Linked DNA regions of Anas platyrhynchos: region 2 is linked to region 1. The links are chromatin contacts, called in public Hi-C maps. All regions are on one chromosome and are shown on one strand. Each heading gives the region's core, a stretch centred on a gene start, on an enhancer-like site or on the middle of the called end of the contact. The rest is flanking DNA. Distances are from core to core; before and after follow the strand shown.

Region 1 (6,555 bases), core at 1,993-4,492:
GCATATTTATTTTAATTTTATGCATACATTTACTGATAATTTAACAGTCTTCTAGCTTGTGGTAATGCAGTGCAGCAGAGGCTGATGTGCAGGGCCGCAGGAAAACAAATCACGCGGCCTGATTTGCACGGTCTGCTTCTGTACCAGCAGCGTGATGAGCTGTTCTGGTGTTTGAACGGAGCAAATGATGTTGAGATTCTGTTGATTTATTGCCAGTTCTGTCAGACTGCCGCAAAATGAAACAATAACACAGCCGTTAAATACCTCACAGAAATATGGCAGCGCTCTGCCAGGAGGGTTACCCGAGCGGCGTGCAGGAACGCCGCCGTGACGTGGATGTGGCGCGTCCTCTCCAGCAGTGAGAAATGAAATGCTATTCACACGCTTTTCTTTCCGTAGGGAGAAGCTGTCTGTGGCTCGGCTGCAGCGAGAAGTTGCACAAAGTAAGAGTGAAGGAACCATGGTAAGCTGCGGCACCCCTCTGCTTTGCGGTTCTTACTGTACTGCTTCTGTCCAGGCCTTAGGTCCATTTCGTCTTGCTGAAGATGAACACCCAAGTGTTAAAGCTGTCATGGATGTAACGATGGGTGCCAACCATGCATTCATACCTCTGAGGAAGCTCAATGCTCTGTCTTGGCTTCTGGGGAAAGTTGCGGTAGTGAAAAGCTGTTTCCTTTTCCCTGCTGATGGTGCTCACTGGAATGGGAAGAGAGGCAAGCAAGACCATGAGCACAGAAGGGCAATTTCAGATCAAAATGTAGTAGATTTAGTTGCCTTTAGTTGGCCTTAAATCTTGGCCAGCTGCAGAAAGATGGAAGAGTGCAAGCATGGAAGCTTTAATTAAAAACAAAGTCAATCCAATCAATTTGTAAATCATGTAATGTTCTTTATATCTTCATTTTTCTCATAGCAGTTTGAGATTAGGCTTGTGAGCAAAAGTTGAAATGAGTGATTTTTGGTTAACCAGAGCTCTCAATTAACAGAGTGCCTTATCTCTTCAAAACAATTTTCTTTCGGAGCCAACATGTGCAGAATGTGCTTAATTATTTAATATCTGAGGAACTCTTCCCATCTGTTAAGAAGTTTGTTTGTCCCTGTCTTTGGATAAAATGTTGTAGGCTTCCATGGGATAACAAAGCAGAAAAGTCCCAAACCCAGATCCACTCCCTCAGACACACTTAGGAAGCTGCTGTTGATCTGAGTGGGTCTCATAGATGGCTGTGAAATAATCTGGGGCAAAGCTTGTTTAACCTGGTGGAGAGAAGCTGTGTAGGAGCTGTACACTCAGTTAGCTGTGTGCTTCCAGATCCTTAAAATCCCAGCTGCCTCTGGTGAGTGCATTTTATGAATCATTATTAGTGATCAATGCAATGCAAGAAGGTTTGGAGGGATGTGGGTGAGAGGTAGGAGAAACCTGCCATGAGCCATATGATAGCCACGTGCAGCTCCGTAACAGAGGAAGGGTGGCTGACAGGAGCCTTGGCAATCTTCATGGCTCGTAGTGAGGGGAAGGAGGGCAGTGGGATTTGCACCAAATCCTGCTGTGTGCCAGGCATGGTGCAAGCATTACCCCAAGACCCTTGGGTCTGTGCTGGGGCTGATTTGGCCACCAGAAAGTTTTGAGAGTTCAGCAGTCAGGCGATGGGGCACTTGGTTATGGGGTGCGTGTTGGGGCAGAAGTTCTCTAGGAACTGAGAAGCAAACTTCTGTCACGTTGAGCTGTAATCCAGCAGCCGATAACCACGATGTAACTCCTGCTGACTTCAGAGGGGATTTTGCCTCAGGAAGGATGGCAAAGATCAGGCATGGGGTTTAGAATTGCATTTTAGTTTCCAGCGTAAACAATTTTCAAAATCTGAAAAGAGCTGTTTACTGTATTTGAAGTGTTTCCTTTAATTTTTTTTTTAAACCAGTTTTCCCTGGGAGGCATAGAACTAATATAATATATTGCATGTAAAATACACTTAGCGGGATAATTCAAGACTTCATGAAATAAGCAACAGTGATTAACCTTCTAGACCTGGTAATGCTTTTGGTATATGCAATTCCAGAGACCCCCTATTTTTAGTAGAAAACCTATAATTTGTAGGTTGTCACTCTCCTGAAGTAATTTATAGTGGAAGAAGAGTTGTCATAACAAGTGAACTGCTGCAAGACCTCTCTGCCTGATAAATGACACTCGGATTCAAAGACCATTACAATTCCTTTTATTTACTGTTCAGTAACTTTGCTTACATACTTTTTGGACTCAAGGAACAGCACAGAATAATGGGAATCGAGCTTCCTCTGTCCCAGCAGCTCTCAGCAGCTTGGAGATGATAACATGCCTTTGGGAGAGGGCTGCAGCAGGGCAGGGAAGCAGTGGGGCCTCTGAAAAAGCCCCAGGCTTGGGCTTCTGGCCTTGGTGTCGCACCCACCTGGTGGTTTCATCTCCTGGGGGTCAGGAACGCCGGGTGCCTTTTCCTGCAGGCTTGTGAGATTCCTCACACGGCACTGCTAAGCAGAGTGTGATTTTTGGATAATTGGTTGCGAGGCTGAGTGCTGTAGCCCGTTACAAGCTGACAGGTAGCTCCCCAGGGGTGCAGCCTCTCCCCAAGGTAAATATCAGACTGTTTTCCTGCTCTTTCCCGAGGGGTCATTTCCACAATTATCCTGCAACTACTGCTGAGGCAGAGTGCGCCTGGAGAGACAATTGCTTTGAAGCAGCTGATGTATGGAAACTTGCCTGTGTCTCAGAGCTCAAAACCGGTAATTTTAATACGAAACACAGCAGTCATTAATTAACATTAATGAACTCAGCTGTGAGCGAGCAGTGTGGAAGCGGTATGGGTCCGGGAGATGGAGTATCTGAATGCAGGGGAGGCCGTGGACCAAGTAATTCCGGTAGGCTGCATTCCTGGGCCGTCGAGCACGGAGCCCACACCGCAGGCCGGTCTCAGGGCACATTGTTAGGAAAGATGCACAGAGAAATTTTGGAGGGGGATTTTGGGCAGAGCAAGCCTTTGGCTTTGGCCTTTTGATGAGCTAACACCTTCATTTGGGAAGGGCAGGGGTGACAGCAGTTGCTGCTATTAGCACTGTGCTGTCTTGCAGAGAGTACACGGTGTGGGGTGGGTGGAAAGCAGCCTGCAGGAGGAGCCGTGCCGCCTCTCCTGCATCTGCAAACCGCACGAAACATCACCCAGCCTTCTGCAGGGGGGCACCTCATTTAGTACCGTGCCAGTGCTCCTTCCTTCCTTCAAAGAATTTACATTTTATTGGGGTTTTGCAATACAGATGGGTCATGAGTGTAAGAGGTGGTGGCATTACACCAACCCACGGCCACTTCTAGGACAAGCAGAGTCAGAGGGCCAGAGGTGTTTGTCCCCGGCACCGCGTGGCTGCAGGACGGGGTTCGGCCTGCCCTGCCTGCTCTCCGTTCGGTGTCTGTTTGATCGCAGTGTGAGAAAGTTGTGCGTAGACTTCACTATTGCCTTCTCTGCAGAAATCATGTGAAGAATATGCTATTTATAATTCGCTTCCCTGCACGGGGGCCCGTCAGTATTTGCGGTCTCTGCATTTCGCATGTGGTCCCTGGAAGCTGAGGCAGGGACTGCTGCGGCGAGGCCTGCTCGGACACAGGAACAACATCAAACAATCAACACTAAGCATGTGCTGTAGAAACTAGTTAAGCTGTGATATCTTTGCTCAAAAAGGGATTTGTGCATCTGTGTAAATAACACGGTGAGTGATGAGGGAATGTGGTTTTTATGAGGAGACCTTTTTTAAAAGCTAAGGCTAAAAGATCAGGCATGCTGTACTGTGTGCGATACCAGTGTGTCAGCTCCACAACAGTCCCTGTAGAAATGTATTTTTTCCAATGTCCCAGACATGTATTTTTCATGACTGGATTATTGGAAGTAGATATGTACCAGAAGATACTCTAAAGAAGAGAACAAATGAAGGTATTGCACTTCAAGACTAGTGTTCATCACCAAAAATATGAGCTGACTCTAAGATCCCATTTTTTCCGTATGGCTGTATAGAAATTGATACCTCATACATAAGATTGCATGAACGTGCATTTATAAATTGTTTGAATTAGGAGAACCAAATAAATTTAGGCTGTGAATACCTGACATTTGCTCAAGTTTCTCATCAGTAAATATTAATGATTAGTCATTACCAGAAGGCACATCTGCTCTGCTGCCAGTCAAGCTACTGGAAGCACCAGCAGCAGTGAGCCTAGCTGTGGTGAGGCTCTTTTGCTTTTGGCCTTCAGTTCTTTAATGTGCATTTTAGAAATGTTCTTAGTCATGTTACTTCTGACTCATCAAAGATATTTTACCTTTCTGTAAAGGAAAAGAATACGATCACTTCATGTGTGTACAGTGCGTATGAATTTGATGGAGACTGTGCAGGTGTCTCCTTTATTAAAATTATCAGCTTTCCATACAGATGAAGTGTTTATTTCAAAAGATCATAAAAGCTAGAAACTGTTTTAGTCAGTCCTCTTTTATTTATTTATTTTTGACTCATTAAATCCACATGTTTTTACCAAACCTTAAGTGCCTGACTTTGGATCTTTAGGACACAGAACAATACCAGGAAAAGTGTTCATTTTTGTGAGATTTTATTAACAGTGAACAATGCTGGGTTAGGAAAAATACAAGAAAAATGATTCCATAGTTACATAGCAGAGTCTTTGTGATAGATTAAGTGTTGTGTTAGCAGACATCTAGATTAAATACCTTGAGTGAACCAAACATACACAGAATTACATCATGTTTTAATAACTTCAGTTGATAATTACCTAGAAAAAGTTCAAGATTTTATTTATTCGATCCTTTTATATTCATACATGTTACAGGGTTGCTTCATTAGTTTGTACTTCTGCATCCAAGTACTTTAAATCTACTCTATTTTCCATTAGTTCAGTGGCCTGTAACCTGCACAAAAGAAATTGTGCCACTTTGGCAATTTAGCTGTGAAGGTTAAAGTGGGATGATGGCGCCTTTTATGTGTACATGGCTTTCACTTAGGGTGGGCCCTAGGCTCTGATTTACCATGTGTCCCGCTGCGTATTTAAGTGATGCAAAGTGATTATCGTGGGCTCTTCCCGGTGTCTGTCTATTCCACACCTGCACCCTTTTGTTAAAAACCACCATGTTAACTGAATGTGAGGTCCCCACTGAATAGGTTTCCACCCTCTGGTAATCCTTCTGCATTAGATTGATTTATGAATGTATCAGATTCTTTGTTAGCATGTAAACCACTAATTAATTTAAAGCTCTCTGTGGAAAAATTAAAGCCCTGGTTAAGGCTTTCAACAGGCTCAGATGGTGCTAATAATGGAAAAACAAGTTATATTAATGAGTTCTGATGCGATCAGCACAATTCTTGCTTTACAAACAGTTTTTGCTATAAAATACTAGAGACTGCAAGTTTTAAAATAAAGAGTGGAAAAAGTAAGAGGGAAAGGCAGGAAAAGTCTCCCTGCAGTAAGATACCCCGCTATTACTAGGAACGGAGTCACTTTTGCTTGTTACAACTTTTTAAAATGTAATTTCCTAGATATACATAACAGCCTCTTGTAAAACTGCTGGGATTGAAATGCAAACCAGTCTTTTTCCCGGATTGAAGCTGAACTTCTAATGTAATCAGCTGTGATAAGATCTCTCTCTTGCTCCCTCTTCTCATCATGGGCTGCTGAACTGGAGCATTCACAAGGAGATGGATGTGCTAGAGTGCAGAAAAGGTCTTGATTGAAATCTTATGAAAATCAGTAGAGACTCTGACCATATTCTCTACTTTTCCAAGCTCCAGGTTGTTTTGTGTGTAATTTCAGTTGTTTCCTCTTTCACCTTAATGTAGGTATGAGGTTTTGGTGAGAAGAAAGAGGAGATCAGAGCCCTGCCTGACGATGCTTTGTTGAGCTGAAGTGAAATGAAGTCAGAAACAAAAAGCTAAATCTCCGTCTTTTTTTGCAGGAAGCTGGAAATGTGCATTTATAGGGGCAGGCCATGATTATAGGAAGTTGCCCTTTTTCTGCACCTGTTCCCCCTCCAGAAAGCTAAGCTGCGTGTACCACTCCTGGCTCCCAGCACAGTCCAGGCACCCAGTCTCGTGCCACATTCTGGCTGTGCGCTCAGCGCCAAAGCTGATGCTCACGCTGCCCCGCTAATCGTCAAGCAGGGAGCATTCTTAAAAGGAGCACAGGCAGCATTTTCAGAGGCCCAGCCCCTCACATCTGCACCAGGCACCTTGCCCTTATGCCCGAGAGGGAATCGTGAGGTTGTGCGCGAGCTCCAGCCTGACGGATGGCAGCACGATGCCATGAGCGGCCGCGGCCGGGGGGCACTCGCTGTCATCGGCATGATGGGTCCGCACCATGGCCAGGGGCAGCCAGGACTGCTGCAGAAGCACCCGGATCAGGCAAAAATAGATGATATTTAGTAATAAATGAAGTGTTAAAGATGAGGTACAAAAGGCTAAATTATCTTTCCCAACTTCTGGGTTCTTACATCTATGAAATCATCTATCTGTGCTCTAATTAGAAAGTAGCAGAGAGAGAGG
Region 2 (6,555 bases), core at 2,050-4,549, 150 kb before region 1:
GCTGTGAAATAAACTTTTTCTGCACTGCCTGCTGTTTGAGGACTGAGCTGTGTTTATAGCCACCAATTAACTCATTTTCGTGACAACCAGGTGAGATTGTCATGCTGTTATTCCCATTTTACAGAGGGGGACACTGACCCAGAGCGGTGATTTATTAAAACTTAGTTTACCTTCTTCAAAAGCTGGTAACAGACCACAGCTCTCCTGCTTCTCATTTCAGCCCTTCACAGGAGCCCGTTCTAAATTACTGCAATTTCAATTGCTGTGGCTCTTCCAGAAAGTAACCTGATCACAGGACCGTGTATGAGGATCTCTTTTATTACTGTTTACCTCTGTTTAATGATCTTTGGGGAGACAAAGCACATTTCTAAAGAATGAAATCAGAAATCTATGATTCTAGAGGGCAAGTATTATGAGGCTAAGCCAGCACAAATCAATCAAACAGGAGGATTCCTCCTTAATTATTAGCACTAATGTTTTATTTTATTTTATTTTATTTTTGCCTCTCCTGCCACTGACTTTGTTTACAAGGCCTCTCAGTCACACACAGCAACAGATTACTGGGGCTTCACTCCCAGGCTTGGGTGGCTGCAACTGCAGATGCCTCTCTCAAGTGACCTTGTTTCTATAGCAGATCAAAACCTGTCTGTCTTTTCTTTTGATGTTTTAATGTGGCTTGGCATGTCAAGATGTGTAACTTAGGACCCGTTGTTCTGTCTTTGGAACTGAAGTGTATTCTCTTGGAAGAAAAAAAAAGAGCCCTAAATTTAGCTCTGCATTGATGCCATGCCATGAGAATGGCAAAGGTTTGGGGGGCTTTAAATAGGGGCTTAAGTGAGGGCATAGAGTTTTGTTCTGTGCATTCATCCTCTTCCTTCAGAAATAGTATAAATAAAAAAGTTTATATGTTCTTTAAAAGAGTTTTTCCTTTAAAAGACCTTTTTGTAGAAGCTGCCACTGAATTTGGAAGTGGAGAACAGGGCATTGTGATAGAGCCTTTCGCTGGGGAGAGGGAATGGGCTGAAGGCAAGGTGCTTTGAGCCCTACCACACTGACTCCTGTGGCCAGTCTTTCCTTCCCTCTGTCAGCCTGTGGTCAGTAATGATGATCTACTGCTGTGAGCTGATAAGTGTATTCATGTTTGCAAAGCTCATGCATCGTGGTGGCAAATGCCCACAAGACCTTCAGAACAAAAACTGAGATTAAAAAAAAAAATAATAATCAGGGCCCACTTAGCTTTCCCACCTAATTTCATTTTATGTGCAAGTCCTGCTCTTACAAATGTGGATGTCACTCCTGTTTTAAGAAAATTTCATGGACTTTTCTGCTCTTATTCTTGCGCATAGTGTGAGTTGCATACTAGTGTTTTGAGGCTTAGATTTAAACAAGTAGAAATCTTGCCCCATTAAATGCCCTGTGGTAGGGTCCAATTCCCCTTCCACTTGAGTCAAGAGCAAATTTTCAGATAATTGCTTTAAGAGCAGGAGCAGACTCTCGAAACCTGATGAGCTTGAGGCCATTTGATTTTCATTTTTCTTTCTTACATTTCCCTTCTCACATTTACATTTTCTTTCCTATATTTCAATGTCGCAAATTAGGCTACAGAGCAAGCTCGGTTTTCAGTCGAGCGATCCCCTGGTTGGATTTTCCCTGGGTAGAGGCCACAGGTCTGAGAAATAAGCCCAAGGACACCGCATATTATCTGATAACATTGTGGGATGGCATTAAAGGGGACAATTGCCAGCAGAATGGCAATTCTTCGGGCTTTCTGGCTGTCTGAAAAGAAGTGGAATGAGTGCAGGCTCCAGCCTGTCATCAGCCGACAAGTGGGACTGAGGCTGGGATAAAAGCCACCGAACAAAGGTGCCAAGGGGAGCACAGCTGGCGGCAGGGCTTAGCAGGAGGTGCTCTGCCATGTTCAGCTCCTGGCAGGATGGAGTTATGCTTCCCAAAAATCCCTACCAAAGCTGCTAATATACACCTTTGGAAGTTTTAGCATCTAAAGTAGAGTTTTATTGCTAAAATAGGATAAATGTACAATGTAAGTACAACACGAACCGTTAGCACCTGCAGTACTGTTCCGTGCTGCCTGATGATCCCTCTCATATACCGTGCAGAAACCTGAAGTGCATTAAGTGTTCCCTGATGGTTGCATACATTAGTCACAGTGTTTTGGGGATGGAAAGTTAGATAGCTGAAAAATACTTAGAAATTGTGTATGATTCCCTAGCCTGGCATGCGGAGTTGGATGGGGTGAGTCCCAGGGATGGGGTCAGTGCTGCAGCAGCGGGTTCGGGAAGCTGGCAGTAACACTGGGCTGTGAATGATGCAGGCCCTGAGCAGTAGCTTGGATTATAAAACAGTGGATAAAAATTATGTTGCTGAAAAATGGACTACTGGTATTGACACAGAGCAAGAACAAATGCTACCGGGAAACCGCGGGGTTGATAAGCTGCCCACAAGACGCCGCTATTTGTTTTCCTGAGCCAAACTAGCCTTGGATAGTGCACACAATAGGTCTGTGCAGAACCAAATATGCCATAAATTCTGGTCTTTGACAGTGCTAATTGATTATTATAATTCATTGTTATCTAAATTGTTAAATTCAACAGTTTACCGTATCCTTTTGTTTCGTTGTTGCTCAGGCATAATGCAAACAGGAAGAGTTAATTACTGCATGCAACAACAGAGGCGAATTGCATTGTCTGCTTCACTTTGATTGAAGCTGTGTTGAATCACCACTGCGGGTTGTCAGTAATGGTGGGGGAAAAAAAAAGAAGCAGGACTCCTTGTGCACTGAATTTGCTTTTTGGTGGTGGTTATCATTTGTTTTTTGAGAGCTATTCTTCTTGTTGCAGCTGGGTTGTATCATGCTTACTTCCCCAGCACTAAGTATTAGCTAATCGTGCAAACTGAGCTCACACGTGTGATTTGATCCACTTTGGAATCAGCAGCGCTCCTTGAGGAATACAGCACAACTTGACACACGAGTAAGAGGATGGCTTTTGCTTCTGAAATGACTTACCCCACCAGACATGAGCGCTTGGCTTTTCTCTCCAGTGCTCGGGTGGATGGCCAGAGCTGCATCTGCTGGGTAAAAGGAGTAGTGGGGAACTCGAGAGGAGATTAACAATGGCTCAATTTCTACACATTCCTAAAGCTCTGCTCCACGTTGCTGTTTTCTAAAATATGGGGTAACTCTGCTGTAAAATGTAGGATCTTTTCAGCTGCTTAGCTCCCTGGATCTGACAAAATGGTTCATAGTGGTAAGATTTTGGGGGCTATTTTGCCAGTAGAGGGCCACGTTAAACTGGATAAAGTAACTCCCTCTTGGGCTCGCATTTTCAGTGAGTAGCAGCTTAAAGCATATGGTTGTTTTCAAGGGCAAAATGAGTAAATAATTAGATTTTTTAGAAGCTACGGAATGATTAATTATTTAAAATAAGAATCACATCATTTTTGCAGCACACCACAGTTCCGTGTCAGTCTAATTAGACTGAATTCTGATCCTTGAAATGCATCGTAGCTACCTGTTTATTCGCAACTGTTCAAGGTTGATAGATACAGCTCTAATAAGTCATTAAGCTGACGTGATATACAGCAGCAGCATGTGCTTTTGCTATAATGACACAAATGAGAAAAGAATTGTTTTTCAGAGGTACAATCACGTTTGTTTTTGATGTGGCCTCTAAACTAGCTGTCATTATTCAGGCTCTTGTGCTGCAGGAGTTGACCTTTGGCAAAATATTTTGTTATCCTCAATCTTTTATACAGGCCTTTTGTGAACTCTGCACAGCTCTCATTTTGCTGATTGCATTTAAAGTCATTTATTGCACAGTGTTTGCCCTTCTAGCAGATGTTAAAGGATTCCCTGCCTCCCCCCTTAAAGGCTACTCCTCCGCAGCATCTAATTATAACCTACACAAAAGATTAACAGATGTTATAATTGTCTTTACTCATTGATTAAATAGTTTCTGCATGATTTGCTCTCTCTTCTCCCTCACTGCTGATTTGTGAGGTCTTTCTGGATAGGTCTCATGCATCTGCAATTTGTTAACAGTGGCCATCTTCACAGTTTGTAACTTTGGGGTTTTGTGTTTCAGGCTGAGCAGGCTATGTATGTTCTTCTGGAACAAAAATACGTGACGGAAATGTGTTAAAATGGGTGTGTGATACTTGCTTTGGTTACGCATTTCTGTTTTCCTCCTGCTCTTAACCATTCCTTCGGAAATACATGTAAAAAGCAGACTAGCTTTAATGAATATAAATTGGGGAATGAGGGGTGAATGCTGAGATCTGTTTGGCAGTGTGTTTGCCTCTGTATTCCAGTTGCCAAGTGCAGAGGAAATGAGTGGCTAAGAAAAACAATTTGAGGAGAAACTTCCTAGTAGGAGAAAGTTTCTAGAGAACTTTTCAAATAGAACCCTATAGATGTCCCTAGCAGGACCACTGTAATGCCTTGGCTTTGCTTTTTGGGGACAGTGGGGGTGTGGGGATGGGTGTATGCTTTCATTTCGCCTTCCTACAAAATGAAGCTTACTCAATTCTTGATCTAAATAATCTCTTCTGTTTTGTTCCCACCCTGAGATGGGAGCTCATGCCATCCATGCGTAATGGTGTTCTTACACATCTTTTAACATCTCAAACGAGGTCAGAACAAATGATGTTTCTGTCTAGAGGTGAAACATCATGCACGTGTGTTGTGCTTAACTATCCTTCCTTGGTGCTTGGATTCCATATAACTTTCTCCTTATTTCTTTGATTGGCACAGATGTGAGTTGCTGGTGAATCCACAAAGATCCCCACGACAGCCTCTGAGCATCCCCCAGTTCTGTGCAGCTGCATCTGTCCCACGGCCTCAGCCTGCAGCGCTCTGCCTTGCTTAGCTCTCCCTTACTGCACGAGGAGATCAGTGTGTCGTGTTTTCCAAGAAAACCTCTGCCTAAAGAGGTTAGAGAAGAGGAACAGGGTAAAGGCTTGAGGCTTGGATTGTGGCTTGCTTAGTCAAAAGTCAAAAAATGTTGTGCTGTTCCCCTGCCTGCCCTCCAAATCCTGCTAAAACATAAAACTGTTGTCTTGATTTCTAGTCAGCGAAACTGCCTCATGTTGAGCTTGGGCATATCTTCTCCTGTTAAGACCCTCATTGTATTTTTTGCTACAAAAAGTACTCTGAGTCAGCGTGGATATCTGGGCATGCTACCTCAATTAATGCAGATTCACAGATACATGGGATACGCTGTGTTATGCTGCTGTGTTGCCAGTGTGGAAACAGCATCTCTGCAGTGAATGCTGGGCATAACACCAGCTGGGAGATCTTGTCATGCACCTATCGGGCTCTGGGTTTTTATCAGTTTTTAAAGCTGATCTTTTACTTACAATTCCTGAGTTTTACTAGACTGAATAATAATCTTTGCAGTGCACAAAAGCATTTGTCTAGGGATTTAAAACTGCTCTAGAAACAGAGGTACTTTGTTTGCGGGATTTATGAAGAACACTGTATCCTCCTTGTTTTCAAATGACATATCAGTGCTCCTGAATGCTTCCCATTTATGAGCTGGGGGGAGCAAATTATAGAGTCATAATAAGAAAATTCCAGGGTGCCAACTGTGCTTGCAAAGTGTATTTTAATTATATAGACACCTGTCCACTACCAAGTTGCAATATTTCACAGAGGTCACTGAGCAGCCTGCAGATGGAAATTACTTTTATTCAATACCAGCCCGGTGTGAGTTTGAAACACTGATCCAGGGGTGAAAGGCTAAAGTCCCAATTACCAGAAATCAGCCCAGTATGGGGATCGGATAAACCTGGTGCTAAGTTGTAGGTGCTCTTTGCAGTCACACATGAGAAACATTTAGAAATTAATGACTTACTAAAAGTTCAGCTAAATCATTAAGGATTTTTAACATCCACTGTTGGCTGCTACTGAAGGACAATTTAGGTGAAACCTGGCCTAACATTTTAATAAACAGTTCTCTGTTATGTCACTGGCTATTTGCCCTAACATGTGAGACTAAGATCTTCACCTTTCTTAAAATTGCACAATTAAATGAAAGCACCAAATCAACTGAAAAGAAGAGAAAAAAAAGTAGAACAATCTGAAAAGTCTTGCCTGGGCATTCTCCTTGCCTCTCTGCTTGGGAATCTGTAGACTTATATTTAATTATATGAGCCTTTACTAAAACTAATAACTTCCTTCCCTTAAGCTCCAATTCTCTCATGGGGTTATCGATTGGGGACACATCATGATGTTCATAGGAAACCATTTCTGTCACTTGTATTTACCAATCTTTAATCAAGTGAATTGCTTTTCTTCTCGATTACCACAAAAATCTTCCGTCCCAAGAAAAAGCTTTAAACAGACATCAATGAGAATTTAGCAAAGAGATTATGGTTTTTGACACAACTCTGAGAGGAGGACGGCTCATGAGATGGCCATGGGCAGCATGAGGATGCGGAGGCAGGTACCACCACTCCTAGCCACTATTCCTTGCTCATGGCAGCGAGGTCATGTTACCGATGGGCTCTGGCTCGCTAGTAAAGCACACACTGTCT

The links. A called contact is a pair of places that touch in the nucleus more often than the background predicts.
Region 2: a Hi-C map of skeletal muscle shows a contact between it and region 1, with 2.5 times the contacts expected there. The contact joins two enhancer-like sites. A contact is called at or near these places in 2 of 8 Hi-C or Micro-C datasets (skeletal muscle and subcutaneous adipose tissue).

What each region holds. Positions count from the first base shown.
Region 1 is chr7:10,452,213-10,458,767 of IASCAAS_PekinDuck_T2T, reverse strand. NCKAP5 (NCK associated protein 5) reads left to right here. Exons shown (of 22, transcript XM_072040698.1): 6 at 400-463. Among named protein-coding and RNA genes, the nearest start is that of LYPD1, 210 kb to the right of the region's middle. Within about 2 kb of position 3,242, at least 1 of the 8 cell types and tissues checked has an H3K27ac peak or open chromatin away from gene starts, as enhancers often do.
Region 2 is chr7:10,603,630-10,610,184 of IASCAAS_PekinDuck_T2T, reverse strand. The region is part of intron 3 of NCKAP5 (NCK associated protein 5); the gene reads left to right. Among named protein-coding and RNA genes, the nearest start is that of NCKAP5, 74 kb to the left of the region's middle. Within about 2 kb of position 3,299, at least 1 of the 8 cell types and tissues checked has an H3K27ac peak or open chromatin away from gene starts, as enhancers often do.